Linked DNA regions of Mus musculus: region 2 is linked to region 1. The links are chromatin contacts, called in public HiChIP or PLAC-seq maps. All regions are on one chromosome and are shown on one strand. Each heading gives the region's core, a stretch centred on a gene start, on an enhancer-like site or on the middle of the called end of the contact. The rest is flanking DNA. Distances are from core to core; before and after follow the strand shown.

Region 1 (7,485 bases), core at 4,727-7,226:
TCTTTTCCAATTTGTATCCCCTTGATCTCCTTTTGTTGTCGAATTGCTCTGGCTAATACTTCAAGTACTATGTTGAAAAGGTAGGGAGAAAGTGGGCAGCCTTGTCTAGTCCCTGATTTTAGTGGGATTGCTTCCAGCTTCTCTCCATTTACTTTGATGTTGGCTACTGGTTTGCTGTAGATTGCTTTTATCATGTTTAGGTATTGGCCTTGAATTCCTGATCTCTCCAGAACTTTTATCATGAATGGGTGTTGGATCTTGTCAAATGCTTTTTCTGCATCTAACGAGATGATCATGTGGTTTTTGTCTTTGAGTTTGTTTATATAATGGATTACATTGATGGATTTTCGTATATTAAACCATCCCTGCATCCCTGGAATAAAACCTACTTGGTCAGGATGGATGATTGCTTTAATGTGTTCTTGGATTCGGTTAGCGAGAATTTTATTAAGAATTTTTGCATCGATGTTCATAAGAGAAATTGGTCTGAAGTTCTCTATCTTTGTTGGATCTTTCTGTGGTTTAGGTATCAGAGTAATAGTGGCTTCATAAAATGAGTTGGGTAGAATACCTTCTACTTCTATCTTGTGAAAAAGTTTGTGCAGAACTGGAGTTAGATCTTCTTTGAAGGTCTGATAGAACTCTGCACTAAACCCGTCTGGTCCTGGGCTTTTTTTGGCTGGGAGACTATTAATAACTGCTTCTATTTCTTTAGGGGATATGGGACTGTTTAGAAGGTCAACTTGATCCTGATTCAACTTTGGTACCTGGTATCTATCCAGAAATTTGTCCATTTCGTCCAGGTTTTCCAGTTTTGTTGAGTATAGCCTTTTGTAGAAGGATCTGATGGTGTTTTGGATTTCTTCAGGATCTGTTGTTATGTCTCCCTTTTCATTTCTGATTTTGTTAATTAGGATTTTGTCCCTGTGCCCTTTAGTGAGTCTAGCTAAGGGTTTATCTATCTTGTTGATTTTCTCAAAGAACCAACTCCTCGTTTGGTTAATTCTTTGAATAGTTCTTCTTGTTTCCACTTGGTTGATTTCACCCCTGAGTTTGATTATTTCCTGCCGTCTACTCCTCTTGGGTGAATTTGCTTCCTTTTTTTCTAGAGCTTTTAGATGTGTTGTCAAGCTGCTTGTATGTGCTCTCTCCCGTTTTTTCTTGAAGGCACTCATAGCTATGAGTTTCCCTCTTAGAAATGCTTTCATTGTGTCCCAAAGGTTTGGGTACGTTGTGGCTTCATTTTCATTAAACTCTAAAAAGTCTTTAATTTCTTTCTTTATTCCTTCCTTGACCAAGGTATCATTGAGAAGAGTGTTGTTCAGTTTCCATGTGAATGTTGGCTTTCTGTTATTTATTTTGTTATTGAAGATCAGCCTTAGTGCATGGTGATCTGATAGGATACATGGGACAATTTCAATATTTTTGAATCTGTTGAGGCCTGATTTGTGACCTATTATGTGGTCAATTTTGGAGAAGGTACCATGAGGTGCTGAGAAGAAGGTATATCCTTTTGTTTTAGGATAAAATGTTCTGTAGATATCTGTCAGATCCATTTGTTTCATCACTTCTGTTAGTTTCAGTGTGTCCCTGTTTAGTTTCTGTTTCCATGATCTGTCCATTGGTGAAAGTGGTGTGTTGAAGTCTCCCACTATTATTGTGTGAGGCGCAATGTGTGCTTTGAGCTTTACTAAAGTTTCTTTAGTGAATGTGGCTGCTCTTGTATTTGGAGCATAGATATTCAGAATTGAGAGTTCCTCTTGGAGGATTTTACCTTTGATGAGAATGAAGTGTCCCTCCTTGTCTTTTTTGATGACTTTGGGTTGGAAGTCAATCTTATCAGATATTAGGATGGCTACTCCTGCTTGTTTCTTCATACCATTTGCTTGGAAAATTGTTTTCCAGCCTTTCATTCTGAGGTAGTGTCTATCTTTTTCTCTGAGATGAGTTTCCTGTAAGCAGCAAAATGTTGGGTCTTGTTTGTGTAGCCAGTTTGTTAGTCTATGTCTTTTTATTGGCGAGTTGAGACCATTGATGTTAAGAGATATTAAGGAAAAGTAATTGTTGCTTCCTGTTATTTTAGTTGTTAAAGGTGGCATTCTGTTCTTGTGGCTGTCTTCTTTTAGGTTTGTTGAGGGATTACCTTCTTGTTTTTTCTAGGGCGTTGTTCCCGTTCTTGTATTGGTTTTTTTCTGTTATTATCCTTTGAAGGGCTGGATTCGTGGAGAGATAATGCGTGAATTTGGTTTTGTCGTGGAATACTTTGGTTTCTCCCTCTATGATAATTGAGAGTTTGGCTGGGTATAGTAGCCTGGGCTGCAGTTTGTGTTCTCTTAGTGTCTGTATAACATCTGTCCAGGTTCTTCTGGCTTTCATAGTCTCTGGTGAAAAATCTGGTGTAATTCTGATAGGCTTGCCTTTATATGTTACTTGACCTTTTTCCCTTACTGCTTTTAGTATTCTATCTTTATTTAGTGCATTTGATGTTCTGATTATTATGTGTCGGGGGGAATTTCTTTTCTGGTCCAGTCTATTTGGAGTTCTGTAGGCTTCTTGTATGTTCATATGCATCTCATTCTTTAGATTTGGGAAGTTTTCTTCAATAATTTTGTTGAAGATGTTTGCTGGACCTTTGAGTTGAAAATCTTCATTCTCATCCACTCCTATTATCCGTACGTTTGGTCTTCTTATTGTGTCCTGGATTTCCTGGATATTTTGAGTTAGGATCTTTTTGCATTTTCCATTTTCTTTGATTGTTGTGCCGATGTTCTCTATGGAATCTTCTGCACCTGAGATTCTCTCTTCCATCTCTTGTATTCTGTTGCTGATGCTCAAATCTATGGTTCCAGATTTCTTTCCTAGGGTTTCTATCTCTAGTGTTGCCTCGCTTTGAGTTTTCTTTATTGTGTCTACTTCCCTTTTTAGGTCTAGTATGGTTTTGTTCATTTCCATCACCTGTTTGTATGTTTTTTCCTCTTTTTCTGTAAGGACTTCTACCTGTTTGATTGTGTTTTCCTGTTTTTCTTTAAGGACTTGTAACTCTTTAGCAGTGTTCTCCTGTATTTCTTTAAGTGATTTATTAAAGTCCTTCTTGATGTCCTCTACCATCATCATGAGATATGCTTTTAAATCTAGGTCTAGGTTCTCAGGTGTGTTGGGGTTCCCTGGACTGGGCGAAGTGGGTGTGCTGGGTTCTGGTGATGGTGAGTGGTCTTGGTTCCTGTTAGTAAGATTCCTCCGTTTACCTTTCGCCATCTGGTAATCTCTGGAGTTAGTAGTTATAGTTGACTCTGTTTAGAGATTGTTCTTCTGGTGATTCTGTTACCGTCTATCAGCAGACCTGGGAGACAGATTCTCTCCTCTGAGTTTCAGTGCTCAGAGCACTCTCTGCTGGCAAGCTCTCTTACAGGGAAGGTGCGCAGATATCTTGTATTTGGACCTCCTCCTGGCCGAAGAAGAAGGCCCAAAACAGGACCTTTCTCAGACACTGTGTTGCTTTGGCAGTTCCCAGGTGGTACAGACTCTCACTTAAGCAGACTAAATTCCTAAGTTCCTTGGAGTCCCGGGACCAAGATGGCGACCGCTGCTGCTGTGGCTTAGGCCGCCTCCCCAGCCGGGTGGGCACCTGTCCTCCGGTCCGGAAGGTGGCCGGCTGTCCCCGGCCCACACAGGGTGCTGCCTCAGCGCCTCTGTGCTTCTGCCTGTTCCAGAAGCTGTCAGGTTCTCTGGCGCACCCTCTCACCTGTTCAGACTAATTTCCTAAGTTCGGCGGGTCTCGGACCAAGATCGCAGCAACTGTTCTTAACCTCTGATCTCTGACCCCTACCTCTTTTTATTTTTTGTGACAGGGTCTCACTATGCAGACCTAGCTGTCCTAGAACTCAAGATGTGGAGCAGGCCGGCCTTAAATTCACAGAGACTCACCTACCCACCTCTGCTTCCTGAATGCTGGGATTAAAGGCATGTACCACCATACTTCATATTTTTCAGTGTTTTTTTTTTAAGATTTATTTATTTATTTATTTTATGTGTATATGAGTACACTGTCACTGTCTTCAGACACACCAGAAGAGGGCATTAGATCCCATTACAGATGGTTGTGAGCTACCATGTGGTTGCTGGGAATTGAACTCATGACCTTTGGAAGAACAGCCAGTGCTCTTAACCCCTAAGCCAACTCTCCAGCCATTTCTGTGTTTTTAAATTAAATTTACAAGATGGATACAAAGTAATAGGTAAGCTTCATTATGGCATTTCCATACACATGCACTATGACGCTTCATTCAAATTTGCCCCTCCCCTATACTGCCCTCCCAGGACCCTCCTCCTTCTCTCTGGCTGGTTCCCTTCTGGATTCAGGGGCACTTTTGTTTGGTATGTATACACAGCCATCTCATGGTAATCAATTTTCACTTGACTCCCAGGAGAGAGTTAAAAACTGTGTGGTCTTTTACGCTGTGGCCTCGGAAGCCATTCTGTATCTCCCCTACTGTATTCTACTGGCTTCATTCAGGGCACGAAGTGTTCAAGAACTGGAGGGCATATTGTAAAACCACCATGCTTAGCCCACACTGTATTAAGCACTGCGTTTCTTTGTGTATATATGTGTTTGGGTGGGATGTCTGCTCGGCAGTGAAGGAACTGTGGAGGGCAGAGAACAAGTGTTGGGGGTTGCTTTTCTCCCTGCCTGTGGGTCCCAAAGATCAGGTCGGTAGGCTTGCGGGTGCGCCATCCACTGGCTCGGGCCCTTATTTGAGAGCTTATTTGGAAGCTGAGGCACAGAGCTTAAGTTCCCATCGCTATGCCATTAGCAAAGCAGGCAGGATTTGAACCAGTGTACCCTCTGAGAAGACCACAGCCTCCATCTTACGTGGCCTCTATAGAGATATCCCTACCACATCCAAGTCACACACAGTGAGTTTCTATTTATATCTGCAAGCTTGTAAACTCCCCCGAGAACGTTCAAAACCACACAACAGAATGTGTCCTTTTGCCATCTCTGGCTTCTGCATATCATGGTTTTCTTTTCTCTCTTTCATTCTTCCTATCTTTTCAGACTAGGTCTCACTCTTCCAGCCCTGGCCTGGAACTCACTATGTAGGTCAGGCTGGCCTTGAACTCTTTGAGCTTCCAGAATACTGGAACTAAAGGCGTGGGTTACCACACACGGCTCAGCTTGGTTTTCTTTCCCTGGAATACTTTTCTCCCATTCACTCATCTGTTTACAAGATTATTCCTCGGGTCTTTGGGAAAACCTTCTCTGACTAGCCAGCTCTGGGGTAAGTGCACCTTGGACCTCAGTGCTGAGCAGCTGTTGTTCTTACAATTATGTCTCACAAGGTGCCTATTGTCCCGGCTGCCTCCTCCTCTGGACTCTAAGGGCAAGGGCCTGATCATGTTCGTAGAAGCTGTGCTAGCAAGGAACACGCTCCTCCTAAAAAACATGTCACCAACCTGCAAATTTCTCACGACCCTCATACACAATTATCACACATTTTTTCACACATAGACATAGGAACAAAGATGTTACGCCCCAGATCTGTCCACATGCACTGTGGCCCCGTGCAAGCTCAATCACTACCCACTCTCTCACTGTCACTAGACTATCATATGTTCAGGTACCGCTACAGGTCTCATTTTCTTCAATCGCTGCCTTATACTTTTTTTTTTTTTAAACAAATACAGTCACCATCTGCATTCCGAAAACAGGGTATGGAGTTGAGTGAATATGACAACAGTTCTATTTTTCATCCACGCCATCACAGGCTGTTTCTTTCATGAACACGATCCCTGATTTATGCAATCACTGTCACCGCCGTCCATCTTCCCGGTTTCTTCCTTCTCCTCCCGGTGCTCTGAGGGCAGGTCTGCAGGGTCTGCTGCCTAGGGCGCTCCAGAGTCTCCGCCTGGGCGGGCGCGGCCTAGCCCCGCCCCCTCATGCATATGTAGTACCCCAGCCCAGCGGCCCGGCCCCCAGACGGCCATTTGTAGCGGTGCCGAAGGCTGCGTTCGGCTGCGCTGCAGATCCGCGAAGAAGAGCGCGCTCCCTGGCCGCTGCGTCCTCTGCCCTGGAGCCTTCCCGGCTCTCCAGCGTCTCGGGCAACTCCCAGCCGGTCCGAGGGATAGCGCTCCGCGGCCCTCCAGGCCACTCACGGACCCCGCGCGCTCTACCGCCTGTAACCCAGCCGGCCGCACTCGTCCCCGGAGCCGGGCCTAGGGCGCGCGGCGGCCGGGCTGGGCTCGGGGCGTCCCGATGGCCGCGGCCGGCTGGCGCGACGGCTCCGGCCAGGAGAAGTACCGGCTCGTGGTGGTCGGCGGTGGCGGCGTGGGCAAGTCGGCGCTCACCATCCAGTTCATCCAGGTGCCTGGAGACGGCCTGCGGGGTGGCGGCGGCGGCGGGGTGGCGCTACCTGTGGCCGCGGCGACCCCGCCCGGGGCGCGCGGGTGCGGGGCTCCGGCGCGTGCGGTGCGCGCGGGTGCGGTTTGCGCGGGGCCAGGGCGCGCGGCTGCGAGGGCAGGAACAGTGAGGAGTCGGCGCTGCGCTCCTGCCCTGCGGCCACGGCGCCGCGCTACTGCCCGCCAGGCGCCCGGCGCGGCGTCCGGGGAGTCGGGCTTCTCAGGAATGTGGCCCGGAGGGCGGAGCTGGCCGGGTGGGAAGCGCAGTTCCACCTTATCACTGCGGTCAGGGCGGGAGCCCGCGGGTTGCAGCCGCGCCGCGGTGCCGGGCTTCCTGCCCTGAGGGCCGGAGTGGGGACCCCGCGCCTGCCTCGGTGGCAGCGCTGGCCCGGGCTACTTGGCGGCGGCTTCGCGCCGCCGGCTCCCAATAGTGTTTTCTCTTTGTGTGTGTTTGAGCTTCTCTTACAAGTAGTCTGTTTGGTGGTACGTCCGGGTGGGAGTGTTTGATCGTGCCCTAGGGAAATAATGGCTTCGAGGAAGTTAAAAATGTGCTTTGATAGGGGCGAGACCATTTCCTTGGAATTCCCGGTGCCTGCCTGCTTCGCGCTTAGGTGAAGTTTGGGGTGAGCCCCGCTAGGAGGGGACGAGTATGAGTTGTGTGTTGCACCCTTCTCCCCCCCCCCCCCTATTTTCTGTTTGCTGGAGGAGGAAAGTCGGGTTGTGGCAAAGAAAAGGAAGGTGAAATTTGTCTTTAGATTTTATTCTAGGTTAAGACGCCCGAGTGATTTTCCTTTCTCTTCTTTTTGATTTTTAAAAGCAAATGCAGATCTCCTTGCTTTTGTCACCCTGAAAGGCGTGGCATATGTTGGGAAGAGAGCGCAGGTACCCTGCTAAGTAACAAAGGTATTTTTACTGTATTAAAGAGGACGGGTAGCAAAATGTTTTTGTGTGTGTGTGTGTTTGTTTTGTTTCACCCATTTGTTGAATTGATAGAGTTAAATAGCTTATTTTATTTCGATGTAACTGTGGTGTTTATAGTGTTATTAAGACGCACAGTTCCATAACCTAAATGATAATTTTCACATCGCG
Region 2 (7,715 bases), core at 592-3,091, 43 kb before region 1:
GCTCTCATGTGGACCTGGAACTTCCGCTCTGTGGGTGGGGGCAGAGGCAGAAAGGAATGCTGGGAAGAAAGAGTGAGTAAACATAGGAAGAAAGGAGAGAAGGAAAGAAAGGGAGGCAGAGAGGGAGGGAGAGGAGAGGGAGGGAGAGAAAGAGAGAGGGAAGGAGGGAGGGATGAAGCCTCCTCACGAGGCAGCCCCACTGCTGCTTCTGCTTCCTCAGTGAGACCTGAGATTGTGCTTGCCCAGTCCTATCTAGTCTCATCTGGAGACTCATGGGTGACACAGGTTGGCCCTCATGTAGGGAATATTGCTGTCCTCTGAGTTTCTATGGCCCAAGAGTGAGTTAAGACCCCCGCCATTAGTCCCTTGTCCCAGCAGGACAACTATACATGAAAGGCAAGGATATGTGAAGTACAGAGAGAAGTGTTCAGCTTTAAAAGGGGGGAGGATATCTATAGTTGACAACTCCTGATGACTGCTCAAACCTAGCTCCTTCCTCGGACTGCCAGCACTGCTATTAGGATTCTGTAGTCAACACCACCTAGAACTTCCCAGAAGTGCCTGCGTTACATGAGATCCTGTTTCATAAAAATCAAATTAAGACATGTAATCTGAGTTATCAATCACTGACTCAGGGGAATATGCTAGACTAAGCCATGTTTCTCTTGGTTCTCTCCTTGATAAGGTCTCAAAAGTTCTGGGAACCAGTCATTTCAAGTCTTAGCTTATAGCATAGACAAGTGCAGCCAGACATTAGGTGAACTTCTAAAGAAAGGAGAAACACGGTGGTACCAAGAGCCTGGGATGAGGTCACCACAGCCATTGAGCATTATGTGTGGCTCTAAGTCTCTTGGTTTTGAGAAAGAGGGATGATGGATGATATAATTGTCCTTGTTTTTTTAATGAGAGGGTTCTTGTCCATAGATACAGACGTGCAATTCAAGAGGACACTCATCAGAGAGTCTTCTGTAAGGCAGACTGACCACAAGTGCAAACAGTGCCCTCAGTGAGGGGACAGACCACTCAAGGTAAGAGGGTTGATCCCAGAACCCGTCAGGGATGTGGGTAGCAGGAAAGAAAGAGGAGAGATGCTTTAGGGAGGATGGCAGCTAGATGTCTAACATCATTAGCTGTGTCAGGCCAGCAGCTTCCAACAGGAATTAAACCACAAGGATTTACAGTGTCTGTAAATTCACAGTGGGTTCTCTGTTGCCTCCAGCTTCCATTTGAACTGGTTTTTAAAAATCAACTCTTTCCCTTCCTATCTGTTTCTCCCTCGCATAGGCAAGAGTATCGGGAGAAGGAGGCCACTCTTCCTTACTCCCTACTCCTAAAGGTCAGCCCTAAACACAGTCTTGCAGAAGTCAAAGAAAGATCCAGGAGGAGCTGAGCATGATGGCACATGCGTGTAATCCCAACACCTGGAAGGGAGAAGCAGGAGAATCAGGAGTTCAAGACCAACCTCAGCCACACATCGAGCTTTAGGCCAGTCTGAGAATGAGACTCAATCTCAAAATACAAGGGGAAAGGGGAAGGCCAGGAGAGAAGTTCTCTGTTTTTCTTCTGGATTTTGGGTGATGCCTGAAACTTCCAGGCATCTTGTCACTAGAGGATGACATCACTACTGAAAGTGGAATACTCAGCTGGAAAGAACCTGGATCCTGACGACATGGTTCAGCCTCTGAGTCAGGAAATCTGGGAAGCAACCGGACCTCTAACCTTCCTCTTATGCACAATACCCCATTCTCCGTGAAGCACATATCATTTGGAGGCGCAGCCCTAGCCACTGAATGCGCACACTGTACAACACTGATTAGAATCTAACTGCTTAGGTGCAGAAGGAAGTGGTTTTAAGATGGTAACACGTTGCTCCTCTCATCAAGCTTAGCAATGGCAAAGGCAGAGGGCTGGTCATTAGACGATGAGTCTCACAATTAAATACTGAACCACAGAAGGATAAAATGCCATAGAGGAGAAAGTACATGAGAGGATCTGAGCTTTCCCGAGAGTGACATGTCCTTTTCTCTGTCTCTTGGCTGGTTTTAATTGTCATCCATAAGAAGAGCTTAATTTTTTAGCTTATTAATTGTTTGTTTATTCATTTGGAAAGAGAAATTAGGTATTCATGCTGCCACACACATGCAAAGGCCAGAGGACAACTTGCTGGAGTCACATTTCTCCTTCCTCTGTGTGGGTAGAACTCAGGTTGTCACCAAGCTTGGCAGCTAGTGACTTTTTCCTGAGCCATTTTACCTGCTCCAAAAGGTGGTTTTTTTCCCTCAGGTCCATGTCATGCTCATGGTTAGAGCTAATGCCGTCCATGTAATGACTGAAGACAGCCTCTCAGTGTAAGACTGATGGCCAGCGAAGCTGTCCAGCTTCTGTGAGAGTCTGATTCTGAGAATACCTTCCTGCACAGGAGTCTAGTTTGTGGCCTCAGATGAGCAGACCCTACTTTGCTAACTACCAATGTCAAAGAAACTGAGAGATGAGACAGCTGGAAGGGCTAGGGACAGGGTTTGGGGACTGGTCACAAAGGTGCTCTCAATACTTAACAATCCATAAGCTTGTGCTCTCTTAGTCGTAAAGGTGGGGTCCATCAAAATCCCATGACACCACAGCGAGACCAAACTCCTTTTCTCTTACTCCGAATCACCCATCCCATGTGGGAGACGAATAAGAACACAAACTACATCTTCAGTGACATAGAGTAGCATCTGCAACAGAGGAAGTGGATGGAGACCTTGTCTCTGGTCAAAGACAAAGCATGTGACAGCTGAGCCTGGCACTTCCTACTTGGGTCACAGCTCAAACCCACCTGAACCAACAGCAGAGCCCCACAGGGATGGGACTCACATGTTTCCCTCTTGCCCTGGAGCTTCGTGCATGTTGTTAGAAGCTAACTGGCTAACACGCACGGGAACAGGCAATGTAGTTGGGGTATGAATCGAAGTCACTGGGCATGGTCCTCAGTCAGCCAGGATCACAGGAAGTAGACACACATCCCTTGGTGTGCAGAGCTTCAGAAGCACGAGGTGACATTTTTGGTGCTGGGGACTTTGTACATGGGGAACATACACTCTCCCATCGAGCTACAACTCTAATCCAACTCCTAAGTTCTCTACTATGTAAACCAGGCTGGCTTCACACTTCTGGGCTCAAGCTATCTCACTTCAGCCTCCTCAAGTGCATGTGACAGTACCCCAGGCTCAGGAAAATAATCCTGTGGTCGATTCTACAGCCCCTACTGCCACAGTGAGAGTCTTGATATTCATCTTTTCCCTCTTTGACCTGTTTTGCTCTACCTCTATTCTCCAAAAACAAACACCTAGACCAAGGTTTCTGTTTCACCTTCTACTTTTAAGTGAAACCAAATTAAAGCAGGAGACACTGGCAGAGGGAGTCACTGACAAAAAGCGAGTCATTCATCTATGCCTGCAAGGCTCAGGGACCATGACAGAGAGAGAGAGAGAGAGAGAGAGAGAGAGAGAGAGAGAGAGAGAGAGACAGAGGTCCTGAGGATTTGAGTGAAAGAGCCTTCTGGACAGGTCATGATTGCTGCACTCAAGAACAAGATGAAGCCAGTCAGCGCCTGCCCATCGCTGAGGAACTACTGTCTTCTGATAGGTTGGCCATGGCCTAGTGGATGGCTCCACACCCATGTGTATTGAGAATTTTGGTTTCTTTAAAAACACAGAGATGCTATAAAAATATGTTTTCAGTTTAATCCCAGGTGTGGGATATGGGTCTGCTTCAGATTGTCCACAGCACCTGTCTATGACTGCTCTGGCAGGGGTGTCACAGTTTTTCCAGCTGCAGATAGTTTCTGCAATTGTATGATTTTTGAGATTGTGGGGACTCTTAAGAGGGTATATAAATGCTAGAGCCTAGAGAGGGGTGTGGCTGTGGCTGCTCCTGGTGGTCGCTGGATGATACTGTTGTTTCAGGTTGTTAGTTGCTGATTCATTGCTGCTGGTTGCTAGTTGCTGGTTGCTGGTTAATGCTGCTGCTGTTGTTAGTTGCTAGTTAATGCTGCTGCTGTTGTTGGTTGCTGGTTGCTATTGTTGTGGTTTGTCAAGTGGCCATATACAAAGAGACAACAAGAAGAAATTAGATATCCTGATGGCAAAGATGTAAGGGTGTATCTAGAAGGAATTAAGGGGAGGATGGGAGGTGAATATGATCAAAATACATTGTAGGCATTATGAAATTCTCAAAGAATTAATAAAAATTAATAATAACAAGCAAGTTGAGACTGCTGGCAGGACACCAGGAAGACTTGAGAACCGAAGGCACCAGAATCCTTGGAAGGGGAGGGTCTTGTCCCCCCGTGAAGACATCAGTCCTTAGCTGGGAGTGTAGCTCAGTGGTAGAGCACTGATCTGGCATGCATGAGGCTATGGTTTGCTCTCCACTGTACCCTGGGTAGGAGGCACATTGTTCCTTAAGCAAGCTGTAAGAAGCCCTGAGGTCAACAAGTTTGGCTTCTGTACACATCACAGTTGCTGGTTTAGTACCTTGTATTTTTCTGCTTCTTGGAGAAAGTTAAATGTTAGAAACAATTTTAACGCTTTAAAAGCAAAAGTCATAAAATGGGAAGAAAGCTGAGCATGGTGGCATTTGTATCCTAGTACGTGGGAGGCAAAGGCGGGAGGTTTGGAAGTTAAGGGTCATTGTTGGTACACAGTTGGTTCAGAACCAGCCTGGCTAAATGAGAGCCTGTCCACCAAAGCAACAATAATAAAATGGTAGAAAAACACAACACACCTGTCTGCACATTCAAGGCTAATACATCGACACAATAACCCACCACTATCAAGTACTTCAGAAAGTGCCTCCCATAATACAAGGCATTCTCGCACATTCACAGTGTAACCATCAAAATCAGGGATTTGGCTACAACACAAGACAGCTCACTAAGCTTCAGAACCCATGAGGCGCTCACAATTATCCCGTTAAGGTCTTCTCCATCAAAGGAGCCAGCTCAGCAGCACACATGCGGTTGAGCCATCAGGTCTCCTTTCATCTGGCACAGTTCACTCTTCCCTTGATGCTCACGACCTTGTTAGAAAAGTACGGTTCTAGTTATTTGCTGGCCTAGCTTTCATTTTAGGATTGTCTGATATTTTCTCGTAATTAGATTCCGGTTCTGCATTTGCAGGAATGATGTTCCTGTTCACTCATCCTAGCAGGTGGTACGTGGTTTCAATTCGCCCTGTTGCTAATTATGCTCACTTTGATCCGTTGATTAGCGTGGTGTCTGCCAGGTTTCCCCACTGAAAATCTTACTCTCTTTCACTTTGTAATTAATAAGGATTTTGTAGCAGGTGTTTTAAACCATGCACCCATGATACTCCCCTCACCCCATTCCCACACAACTATTCTTCATCAAACTTTCTATTTAAGCAAGTGCACAACACACACACACACACATACACACACCACATGTGTGCATGCATGCATGCTGGTGTTTATGTATATGATATTTATGACTCCCTTTTGGTGGCTTTAGTTTTTCATTTTTGTTTTTGTTTTTGCTTAAAATAAAAATAGGGCCTCCTATGTAGTCTGTTCAGGCTACCCTGGAACACTGTGTAGTCTAGTTTTGAACTCACTATTCTCCTGCCTCAACCTCCTGTGTGCTGAAATTACAGCCATGCCTATACACCTGGCAATTATGTATATTTATTTCTAAATGTATCTATATATTGAATACACATTTCCTCCACTGTTTTAATTTTAAATCAACACCAGAAGGTTCCTTCCAGTTTTCTGTCTTAGTGTATTTTCAGCCTTATTTTCTGACAGTGAGAAAACTTATCAATGTCAGAATATTTTCTTAGTTACGAACAGTGGAGGAAGCTACAAGATTCTGTATGCATTATGTCGTCCCCCCCCCCCCCTTTTAAAGTTAGTATACGCATTTTAAGAAGAGCTGCAGGAGTGTGTCCAGCCGCTTGCCCTGCCGCCCTCCTCTCATCATGGCGGTGAGGTTAAGAGGCGTCTGCGCTGTCTCCATTAGATCTGTACTTACTAACAGGATATTTATGGCTTTCCCTTATGGTTTTCCCCATTGCCCTTCAATTGACAATGAAGTCTATGACTGAAAAAAGCAAACAGTAAATACCTCACCTCTTGAAGAGAACGGTTTACACTGGGGGCTGGAATCCCTCTCGCTCACCACCCTTCCCGGGATGCAGAATTGCGGTCAGAAGGGTGTGCGTTCCTCCTGCCCAACCGGAATCGACCTCACATATACACCAGGAGGTGTGCTTTACTAATTTCCTAGGTGTTGCTCAATTCATTCTGACAGCCAAGATTAGCCAGCAGGAGGAAGACGGCTTAACATTCTTTTCCACTCTAATATGCTGGAAGAATTAGGCTTGAGTAGGGGAACAAAGCCGGTCAAGTCTCTGATGTGGCTCAGAGAACTCATCTAACCTGCCTGAGTTCTAAACAAATGCAGGTAGTAAGAATAATTTTTTTAAAAATCACCTTTCTGGTAATAAAGGCTAAATTGAGGCATATGGGTTACAGTAATTGCCAAGTGAGTCAGCTAATAAGCTCTAGTTGGCACACCCAGTAATCCCAGCAGTTAGGAGGGAGTGAGGAGAGGACCCAGACTTTGAGGTCAACCTGGGTTACATTAGCAAGTCTCAAGCCAGACTGGACTACATATGAGGCACTGTCTCAACAACAAGCAAAACAACCTCCAGAAGTAGGTGGGGCGACCACGCCGTGGGGAACCCCTGAACCTCAGGCCTCCAGAGCTGAGGAACTGACCAACTGTCCAAATTAGATACCCAAAGGAAAGACATGATGTTCCCGATGTTTTCAAGCAGGGTCTACACCAACAAGGAAGGGAGAGAGGCACCAAAGCAATTGTGCCTCCCGTTTCCAAGTAAGCTCTACACTCTGTCCCGCTAGTTGAGGGGAGTCATTTTGAATGTACTCATCAGTGATCCAGAGAAGCCTTCCATTTGAAGGAGAGTCTGAGATTTCATCTCTCTGCTCCAGCTGTCAGCTATCAGATGGTGGGGGTAGGGATCACATTTCTACTTAGTGTCTTACTAATTCCAGCCCTGGGGTGGCAGAGGCAGGAGGATTTCTGTAACTTTGAGGCTAGTCTGGTTTACAGAGTGAGTTCCTGGGCAGCCAGGACTACCTTTGAAGCCTGGGGAGACAGTTGGGCTGGTGTTGAGGAGACCATTGCAGAGCCACACATCTTCCTGGGTTTCCTTCAGGTTACACGCCCCTGATGTTCACAATGGTGAGACCTTACTCTGCTCCTAGTTGCCGATGTGCCAGAAGTACTGTGAAGGGCTGTCAAGGATAAAGGATGCTCTAAGCTTAGGCAGGGCAGTGAGTATGACAGGCAGTCCCCTGGAAGCCTGCCCTGGGACAGCTCGACCTACCACAGTGGAGGCAGGGAAGATAAGGATGATAGATGTCTGAGCTGTAAATGGCTCCCTGCTAGCCAGATCAAATGTGCCTAGGAGTCATTTCCATGAAATTACCACACAGTGACACTAATGAGGTGATCCTGAAGACAGCCAGTATTTTGCATAACTCCCAGTGAGCCAGTAATGAGACCAAGATGGATTCCCATTTATTTTCTAAAAACAGTAAGCACATGTGGATGACTGTGTCACCCAACCTTAGGAGCAGAGGCCAAGGCCTGAGTGGGGGTGGGGGTGGGGGTGAAAGTGGGGATG

The links. HiChIP or PLAC-seq counts read pairs in DNA pulled down with a chosen protein or histone mark.
Region 2: a contact with region 1 is called in a BATF HiChIP or PLAC-seq map of CD8 T cells, with 9 read pairs. The contact joins the enhancer-like site here to the promoter of Rras2 in region 1. A contact is called at or near these places in 2 of 39 promoter capture datasets (3T3-L1-derived adipocytes and the C10 cell line), 2 of 15 datasets of contacts at CTCF or cohesin (the NIH/3T3 cell line and large pre-B cells), 3 of 484 Hi-C or Micro-C datasets (embryonic fibroblasts, group 2 innate lymphoid cells and regulatory T cells), 12 of 115 datasets of contacts at active chromatin or transcription factors (CD8 T cells, the SCID.adh cell line, bone marrow-derived dendritic cells and 7 more) and 3 of 9 other capture datasets (adipose tissue, liver and pancreatic islet).

Annotation. Positions count from the first base shown.
Region 1 is chr7:114,116,272-114,123,756 of GRCm38.p6, reverse strand. Rras2 (related RAS viral (r-ras) oncogene 2) reads left to right here and starts at 5,976. Exons shown (of 6, transcript NM_025846.2): 1 at 5,976-6,361. The coding sequence starts at 6,254.
Region 2 is chr7:114,155,402-114,163,116 of GRCm38.p6, reverse strand. No RefSeq gene overlaps it. Among named protein-coding and RNA genes, the nearest start is that of Rras2, 41 kb to the right of the region's middle. Within about 2 kb of position 1,841, at least 41 of the 459 cell types and tissues checked have an H3K27ac peak or open chromatin away from gene starts, as enhancers often do. A contact at or near this core is called in CD8 T cells, the SCID.adh cell line, effector CD8 T cells and 2 more, where this site is marked.